2 separate regions of the Ovis aries genome follow, and region 1 is linked to region 2. A link is a contact called in public Hi-C data. All regions are on one chromosome and are shown on one strand. The core of a region is the stretch at or near the end of the contact, and the rest is flanking DNA. Distances in the headings are between cores, read along the strand shown.

Region 1 (4,297 bases), core at 684-3,183, 100 kb after region 2:
AAATAAGATGCTCTAGTGGGTGTTAAGAGAAGAATGGGAGCTGGGGAGATCCAGGGAGAAGGGAGGTGCCAGGCACCACATGCTCAGTAAACAGCAGAGAGACCAAGTAACAAATACATTTATTCACTATTAAACTATCTGTCATGGGCCAGGTCTGTACCAGGCTGTAAGAAAAAAGATGACTAAGAAATGGTCCTTATCTGTAATAACATGGATGGACCTAGAGATGATCATACTAAGCGAAGTAAGTCAGACAGAGAAAGACAAATATCATGTGATATCACTTTTATATGGAATCTAAAAAACTGATACAAATGAACATTTTTACAAAACAGAAATAAACTCACAGACATAGAGAGCAAACTTATGGTTACCAAAGGGGAAAGGAGGGTGAAGGGATAAATTAGGAGTTGGGGTTGAACAGGTACCCACCACTACATACAAAATAGGTAAACAAGACGACCTATTGTAGGGCACAGGGAACTATATGCAATAAAGCATTGCAATAACCTGTAATGGAAAAGAATCTGAAAAAGTTTCATACATATATAACTGGGTCACTCTGCTGTCTACTTGAAACTAACACATTGCAAATCAATGATCCTTCGATAAAAAGTTATTTGTTTTGCAAAAAAAGAGTCAGTCCTTGTCACCAAGAAGCATACTATCTACTGAGAGATAGATATCTAAATAAATATTAATTATAAAACAATGTGGTATAGAATCTGGTACTGAATGGCTTGCTCTGCCTCTGGAGTTGGAGTGTGTGGCTTTGAATCATACTGCTATCACTTTGCGAGTATATTTGGACATGTCAATTAACCTCATTGTGTCTCAGTTTTCTCATCTATTAAATGGGGATAATAACAGTGTCTGTCTGTCTTCCTCATAGGGTAGGTGTGAGAATTGAATGAGTTGTACATAAAGCATATAGACTTCTGCCTGGCACAAAGTAAGTGCTATGTATGTGTGGGCAACTATAATTATTTTTACAGATGGGCACACCATGTGCTGGGGTTTCCCGGTGGCGCTAGTGGTAAAGAATCTATCTGCCAATGCAGGAGACATAAGAAACTCAGGTTCGATCCCTGGGCTGGGAAGATGCCCTCGAGGAGGGCATGGCAACCCACTCCAGTATTCTTGGCTGGAGAATCCCAAGGACAGAGGAGCCTGGCGGGTTACAGTCCATAGAGTTGTAGAGGGTCAAACAAAGCTGAAGCTACTTAGCAGGCATGCATACCATTTGCTAGATGAGCAAGGTGGAAAGAGCAGATGATTCTGGAATGTTTTATGGAGAAAGTAACATTTGACTTAAGTCTTGATATAGTTTGGTCTCACCTGGTGGCTCAGACATTAAAGTCTGCCCGTGATGTGGAAGACCCGGTTTTGATCCCTGAGTCAAGAAGATCCCCCAGAGAAGGAAACCGCAATCCACTCCAGTATTCTTGCCTGGAAAGTTTCATAGATGGAGGAGCCTGGTGGGCTACAGTCCATGGGATTGCAAAGAGTCAGGCACGACTGAGCGACTAACACTTTCACTTCATATAGCTGCTTGCTGGCAGAAATAGGGCAGGAGGAGGTATAGGAGAGAGGGATCCATGCAGGGAGAAGATCACTTGCATGAACAAGGACTCATGAAAGAGGATGGGGTGACTGGAAAACACAGTCCATGGATTACTTGTAGGTCCTTAAATGCATTTCTTTTCTTTCAAAGATGCAGTAAAGGGAAAACGACCAACTTACTTGGAGAAAATACATCTTACTGTGTTTTGTGCTGCTGTTGTCTTGAAAGCACTGAATGCCTGTGTGCATGGGAAGACAACTCCCATAAGGGGATGAAAGTTGTCTTTATACCTACAAGAGTAGAGAGGACATCTGTATGCACAAACACACCAATGTCTATGCACAGAGACAATTGTCCTTTGTGGCTCGTTTGGAAATCATCGTGTTCCCGGTCTTGCAAAGTTCAGACTTGTATTGATTGTCATGATCACAGACTTCTAGACCACAGAGATGACATCATCCAATGACCTCATTTTATAGCCAAAGCCTGAGGCCCAGTGAGTGACTTGCTCAGCATGACTACATTGCCCAGTTACTTAGCTGGAGAACCAGGATGAGAACTGGGGTGTTGTTATTGGAGGAGCTGTGTAGAACAAGCCCATATGCTGAAGTCCTGACTCCCAGGACCTTAGACTGTGTCTGTATTTGGAGATATGGTCTTTAAAGAGATGATCAAGTTAAAATAAGGTCATTAGGATGGGCCCTAATCCAAAATGAGTGGAGTCCCTTTACAAAGAGGATATATACATTTTAAATTTTATTAATTTTTTGAAGCAGAGTTGATTTACAGTGTTGTGTTAATCTCTGCTATACAGCAAAGTGACTTAGTCATGCACAGACATTCTTTTTTAAAATATTCTTTTCCATTATAGTTTATCACAGGATATCTGATATAGTTCCCTGTGCTATACAGTATGTATGTGGTCAGTCTTTTCAGTCCTGTCCAACTCTTTGTGATGCCATGGACACAGGCTCCTCTGTCCATGGAATTTTCCAGGCAAGGATACTGGATTGGTTTTCCTCCTCCAGGGGGTCTTCCTGACCCAGGGTTCAATCCCGTGTCTCCTGTACTGGCAGGTGGATTCTTTACAGGGAAGTATTCTTTACTTGGGAAGCCCTGTGCTATATTGTCCAAACTTGTTATTTATCCATTCTATATATAAGAACAAGATCTCACATGTGACAATTAAGAGTCTGTACTAAGACCTGGTGCAGCCACAGTAAAGGAAATAAAAATAATGCTGATTTAATTTTTGTACAGTGACTATTCATAAATATTGCTGGTGTATTTGCATGTCTTCATCTTTTTAAATACTTATTTTTATTTGTTTATTTGTTTGGCTGCTCTGGGTCTTAGCTGGCACATGTGGGAATGAATTCCCTGACCAGGGATTGAACTCAGGTCTCCTGCATTGGGAGCATGGCGTCTTAGCCACTGGACCATCAGGGAAGTTCCCAGTGATTTAACTGTTGCACAGTGACTATCCATAAATATTACTGATGTATTTGCATGTCTTTATCTTGATTGCATGTCTTGGCAAGGACTATAATAATGTACACCTTTATGTGTTCTTTGTGTCAATAAAAAATCCTCATTAGATAATAAAAAGAAAATTTATCAGCGATAATTCAAACAGACAGTGCCTCTGCTTTGGCATCAGCACAAATTCCTGCAATTGGTACCTCTTGGAAACGCTGTCCAACTCCCTGTTGACACACTGCCATCTGGTGGAGCGGGGCCTGTGGACCGCCTTTCACAGTCTGATGTTCCCTGTGTCTTGACATATGTTTGTTCCCTTTTCCTGCTGATTTTCCTGACAGCTGTCCAAATCCAGGGGCGAGACCCATGCAGGCCCAGGCCTTTGCAAAATACCGCAGGAGGCAAAAATTGTCTTTGATTTTCTCTTGTTTTGCCTTTCAGTGATGCTAACAGCCTGGTGTTCCCCGGTTTGGGGATGAAAACTTTAATTCCACTCACCAAATTAACATCTCTCTCCCTTCCTTAAATCCCCTTCAATTTGCATAAAGTTCACAGTTATAGAAATTTCTTCTGAAACTACTCTCTCATTGGCTTCAATTTTTTTGAAGTAGGCATGTCTAGACTATTGCCTTCACTCAACAAAAATTTACTGAGTATTGACTTGCTCAGTATTAGAACTAGGGGTACAGAGATGGTGGAAAGACCAAGGCCAACTTAATTCATTGGATGCAGAAGGCCCAGTGCCTGGAGTCTTTCATATTTTTAGGGGCCTATAAAAATGTTTCAATTTCTTTTAAAATCAGAACAAAAATAAACTTTTAAGTGGAATAAACATAATTTGATGATTATATATGATCCTTCTAATGTATTGTTGAATACATTAAACATAATAAATTCAGTTTGCTAGTATTTTGTTGAGAATTTTTGCATTCATGTTCATCAGTATGGGGCTTCCCTGGTGTCTCAGATTGTTAGGAATCTGCCTACAATGCAGGAGACCTGAGTTCGATCCCTGGGTCAAGAAAGTGCCCTTGGAGAAGGGAATGGTTACCCACTCCAGTATTCTTGTCTGGAGAATTCCATGGACAGAGGAACCTGGTGGGCTACAGTCCGTGGGGTCACAGAAAGTTGTATACAACTGAGTGACTAATGCTTTTTCACTTCATCAGTATATGGGCCTATGATTTTCTTGTACTGTCCTTGTCTAATTTTGGTACTGGGGAAATACTGGCCTTATAAAATTAGTTGGAAGTA
Region 2 (4,382 bases), core at 646-3,145:
TTTAAAATTGACTTACTTAAGGATTTACTTATCACTTAAATAGTACCAAAAATTATCACCTTAAATGCATAATGAGATACATGTATATATGTAACACTAATGTGGCCAGATGGACAGTAAGCAACAAACTGATGTCTAAGCTGCTAAATGAACATACACAGTTAGCTGCTACTGAAGAACTGGAACATCAGGTGGCACTCTTGTAAAAGAAATGATTGTGGTAACACAGGCTGAGAACATGACCCTCAAGTTTAACAAACGTTACACTGCCTGGCCAATCTAGATTATTTTTCAAAACATACTTAAAAAGAAACTACTTAATTTTTTTCCCCCAAATTTACACTATCTTGGAGGAAATGCTGCAGATGCTACTGAAAAAAAGTAATTCTTTTAGGGCCTGGACAACAGTCAAGTAGCTTTCATCTTTGCTCTCCCTGATCTCTATCATTTAAGTTTACAGTAAGGACACAAGTAAAACAAATGATGAATGATGCAAATGTATTTATTCCACAATATACTTACTAGTCTGTTTGATTTGCTTCATTTTTTTTAATTTGGTACAAAACATCTTAAGGTAAAGCATTTTTGTTGGGAAATGACAAAAAAGCAAAAAACTGTTTAGGCATTTTTGTTTTCTCCAGGCTAAATCAAAATTAAAGTAGAATATGTTTTTTTAATGAAATTTCCCATTAGTAATATTTCTCAAATTAGAGAACTGACTGTAAAACTTTTTTTTAAGTAAGAAATACCTTAGGACTAATTGATTTCAACAGAAACAGTATCATAAACTGTGTATCAACTCAATTCAATGATTGGCTAACATTTAAAATATAAAAATCTATCAAACAAGAGCCTAAAACTTCATGTGGTATTCAATATATAAAATAATTTTTCATGGTTATATAGCACATATTTTATGGCTCCTGTACAAATATTTACTGTTATGTTGATGTCCTTGTTTTGTGTTAAGAAATCCTGCCTTATTTTAGAGAGCTATTACACATGTAGCAAACAACTGTATTTTCTGATTACAGATGAAAGCTCAGTTGAGAAGCATTCTTTTTGTTGTCAAATACACTAACAAGCAAGTATTTCAAATTAAATGCAAATCACCTGGAGTGTTTTCACTGCCAAACATAAGCATGATTCACTACCAGAAAATCAAAGACACATAACTTTCAATTTTAAAACCTAGGGAAATCCTGGTTTTGCCTACATTTTTCCACCAAATGTCTATCTCCAACAGTTAAAAACTATCAACTGTGAACAAAATGTAAGACAAGTACCTGAAAAGACAGAACATCTAATGAACAGATATAAGCCCTGAAGGACCAACCGATTTCAGAAAACCGATTTCGGAGTCAGCTGTGGCCCTTCTAGAGATGCATCATAGCTCACCTTCTCTCTCCACCCTCCTATCTCTTCCTTCCCTCTTCCTCAAATGTCAATACCAGTCATACACTAATCAACTTCCTTCACACCACTCCCTGCTTGCTTCCCATGTTAACCCAACCTGCTAAAGCAACCGAACACCAGCAAAACTATCAGAGACTCAATCACTTAAACAACCACACTCGTGGGTGAGCCCCACATCTCTGAGCTTTTCCTCTGGGGTAGTACATCCCAGTTCTCACGGTGTGGGAGTGACCAGAATTCCGCAGAAAGCCGCAGTCTATTTGCTGGAGGTGTCAAATGACAGAGCGTGGGATCACCGAAGGGATGGTACCTATGAAGGTGGAAATTCCAGAAAACAGAGGGCTACTGGAGACATAAACTCTAAATACAAGGTCACTTCAAATTCGTGGCTGACTCGTTAACTCACATGTGCAAGAAAGACTCTATGGAGCTCACCGGAGAGCAATAGCTGGCAGGCTGAAAGAGGCTGAGAAGGCATCTCAGCTGCTGCCACGCCAAGGGAAACAGAATTTGAACCAAGCCTAAAAGCTGCCAGGCAAAAACCTCAGGCTTCACACTGAGGCTCTTTCCTTGAGAATAAAGGCTACGCCCCAGGATTAAAGGGGGTCCTCTTGGACTAGGGCAAAACCAACCCACCCTGGCACAGCAGAGAACCACGATATCAAATGTTCAATGTGATCACCCAGTAATTTCTACTGCCTACTAGAACCAAATAAATACCCAAAGAAAGACAGCAGAAAAGCTAAAGGATCCTACAACCTCTGGAAGGAGTGGGGCCCTGCTGCCACCTTGATCAGACTACTGCCCTCTAGAACCCTGAAAGAATAGATTTCTGCAGCTTTAAGACACTGGGTTTGTTGTCATTTGTGACAGCAGCCACCAGACACTATTACAACTCACTTTCCCAAACATCTCCCCCAATTCAACCAGCTATCTAATATAGTTCCTGCCAGAGCTTTACTTTCTCTAGACTTTCAGGCCACATTTCCTGTGCTCCTCCCCAAGCTCCTGCCTGAGCCCCTATCCTTAGATGCTTTATGTGTAGATATGAAACTTCCATCATCTGTGGTGAAACTAGGTCTGTCTGAATCATTTTGGCTGTTATCTGCTAGAACTCAAGGACTGGTAGGGCACCACACACACAAATGCAGGTAAGTGAATAAAAAGTACCACTGAACATGGTCTTCAGATAGGAGAAAACCACCCCTTGGCGGGGGTAATACAAAGAAGAGAACCAGGAATACGTGATACTGTTGGAGGACAGAGTCTCCAGTCCCAAGCAACTATAGACCTTCTGAACATAAGTAAAACATGATGTGATTTACAAAAACTAAGATTTCCCTGGTGGCTCAGATGGTAAAGAGTTTGTCTACAATGCAGGAGACCCGGGTTCAATACCTGGGTTGGGAAGATCCCCTGGAGAAGGAAATGGCAATCCACTCCAGGACTATTGCCTGGAAAATCCCCTTGAATAGAGGAGCCTGGTGGGCTATAGCCCATGGGGTCACAAAGAGTTGGACACGACTGAGCGACTTCACTTCACTTTACAACCTGGTTAAAATGTGAAGGCTACATGAAAAGACGTGTTTAAACCTAACATCAGTTTTATCAATCTGCTGCATCTTATTAATTCTAATTTCACAGAAGCAAAAGTAACTGGATTCTGCAGAAACTCTGACAGTTAAGACTCAATTACTGTTCTCAGTCCCAATCTCCAAGGCCTCGGGCTGTTCTGACCCAGCCTACCATCCACCATGTCAAGTGTGAATGGCATGGCCCAAAACCAACTGATGCAATCTCTGCACATCCCTGCAAAGGAAGAGCAACAGCAGGAATGCAGAACAAAGAACAAGAAATGGCTGGTGGAACAAGGGCAGATGTCCCCAGATGGAGGCCAGAAAAGGGGCTGCAGAGGTAGAGAGTGTACAGGAAAGACCTGGAGCTAGACCCAGGAACCAGCTTTAATATCGTGCGGCAAACATGTGCAACATCCCAGAAAACAGATTCAAGTGATGAGAGAAAATCCGTTAACTCTACTAAAAATCACTGAGCACTTACTGAGAGCAGAGACAAAGCTTTTACATTAATAACATTTGTTGTTGAGTCATTAAGTCATGTCTGACTCTTTGTGACCACATGGACTGCAACCCACCAGGCTCCTCTGTCTGTGGGATTTCCCAAGCAAGAATACTGGAGTCGGTTGCCATTTCCTTCTCCAGGGGATCTTCCCAACCCAGGGACTGAATCCACGTCTCCTGCCTTGAAGACAGATTCTTTACTGCTGAACCACCAGGAAAGACCCACATTAACAACACATTGTTTTGTTTTGTTTTTTCTTTTTTTTTTTACCATTAAAGAGCATACTTCAGAAATCAAAAGCTTGTATCGTCCTAAAAATCCAAAACGAACTTATCAGCAAATACTTTCCTTGTAGCTTTTTGCCTTAGTAAAGAATCCACTGCATTGTGGGAGACTTGGGTTCAATTCCTGGGTTGGGAAGATCCCCTGGAAAAGGGAAAGGCTACCAACTCCAGTATTCTGGCCTGGAGAATTCCATGGACTGCATAGTCCATGGCATCTCAAAGAGTCAGACATGACTAAGCAACTTTCACTGTTATTTTGTCTACAAGACATATCCTGAATCTTATTATCTCTCTGCTCTGCACTGCTACCTTAGTCTAAGCTATCATCATCTTTCAATTGGACTAGCCATTGCTTCTAATCCGTCTCTCCCTTTTTCCATTTCTACACATCATGGTCTGCTAGGTACAGACTAAGTCGCTTCGGTCATGTTCGACTCTCTGTGACCTGATGAACTGTAGCACCAGGCTCTTCTGTCCATGGAATTCTCCAGGCAAGAGGACTGGAGTGAGTGGGTTGCCATGCCCTCCTTCAAGGGATCTTCCCAACCCAGAAATCACACCCACATCTGCGGCTCCTGCACTGCAGGCAGCTTCTTGACCACT

Evidence for each region. Hi-C and Micro-C count contacts between places; a contact is called where the count stands out from the background.
Region 1: a Hi-C map of hypothalamus shows a contact between it and region 2, with 6 times the contacts expected there. The contact joins two enhancer-like sites. A contact is called at or near these places in 4 of 16 Hi-C or Micro-C datasets (hypothalamus, omental adipose tissue and tail adipose tissue).

What each region holds. Positions count from the first base shown.
Region 1 is chr21:30,025,373-30,029,669 of ARS-UI_Ramb_v3.0, forward strand. No RefSeq gene overlaps it. Among named protein-coding and RNA genes, the nearest start is that of BARX2, 19 kb to the right of the region's middle. Within about 2 kb of position 1,934, at least 7 of the 54 cell types and tissues checked have an H3K27ac peak or open chromatin away from gene starts, as enhancers often do. A contact at or near this core is called in hypothalamus, where this site is marked.
Region 2 is chr21:29,922,201-29,926,582 of ARS-UI_Ramb_v3.0, forward strand. The region is part of intron 1 of ARHGAP32 (Rho GTPase activating protein 32); the gene reads right to left. Among named protein-coding and RNA genes, the nearest start is that of ARHGAP32, 47 kb to the right of the region's middle. Within about 2 kb of position 1,896, at least 1 of the 54 cell types and tissues checked has an H3K27ac peak or open chromatin away from gene starts, as enhancers often do. A contact at or near this core is called in hypothalamus, where this site is marked.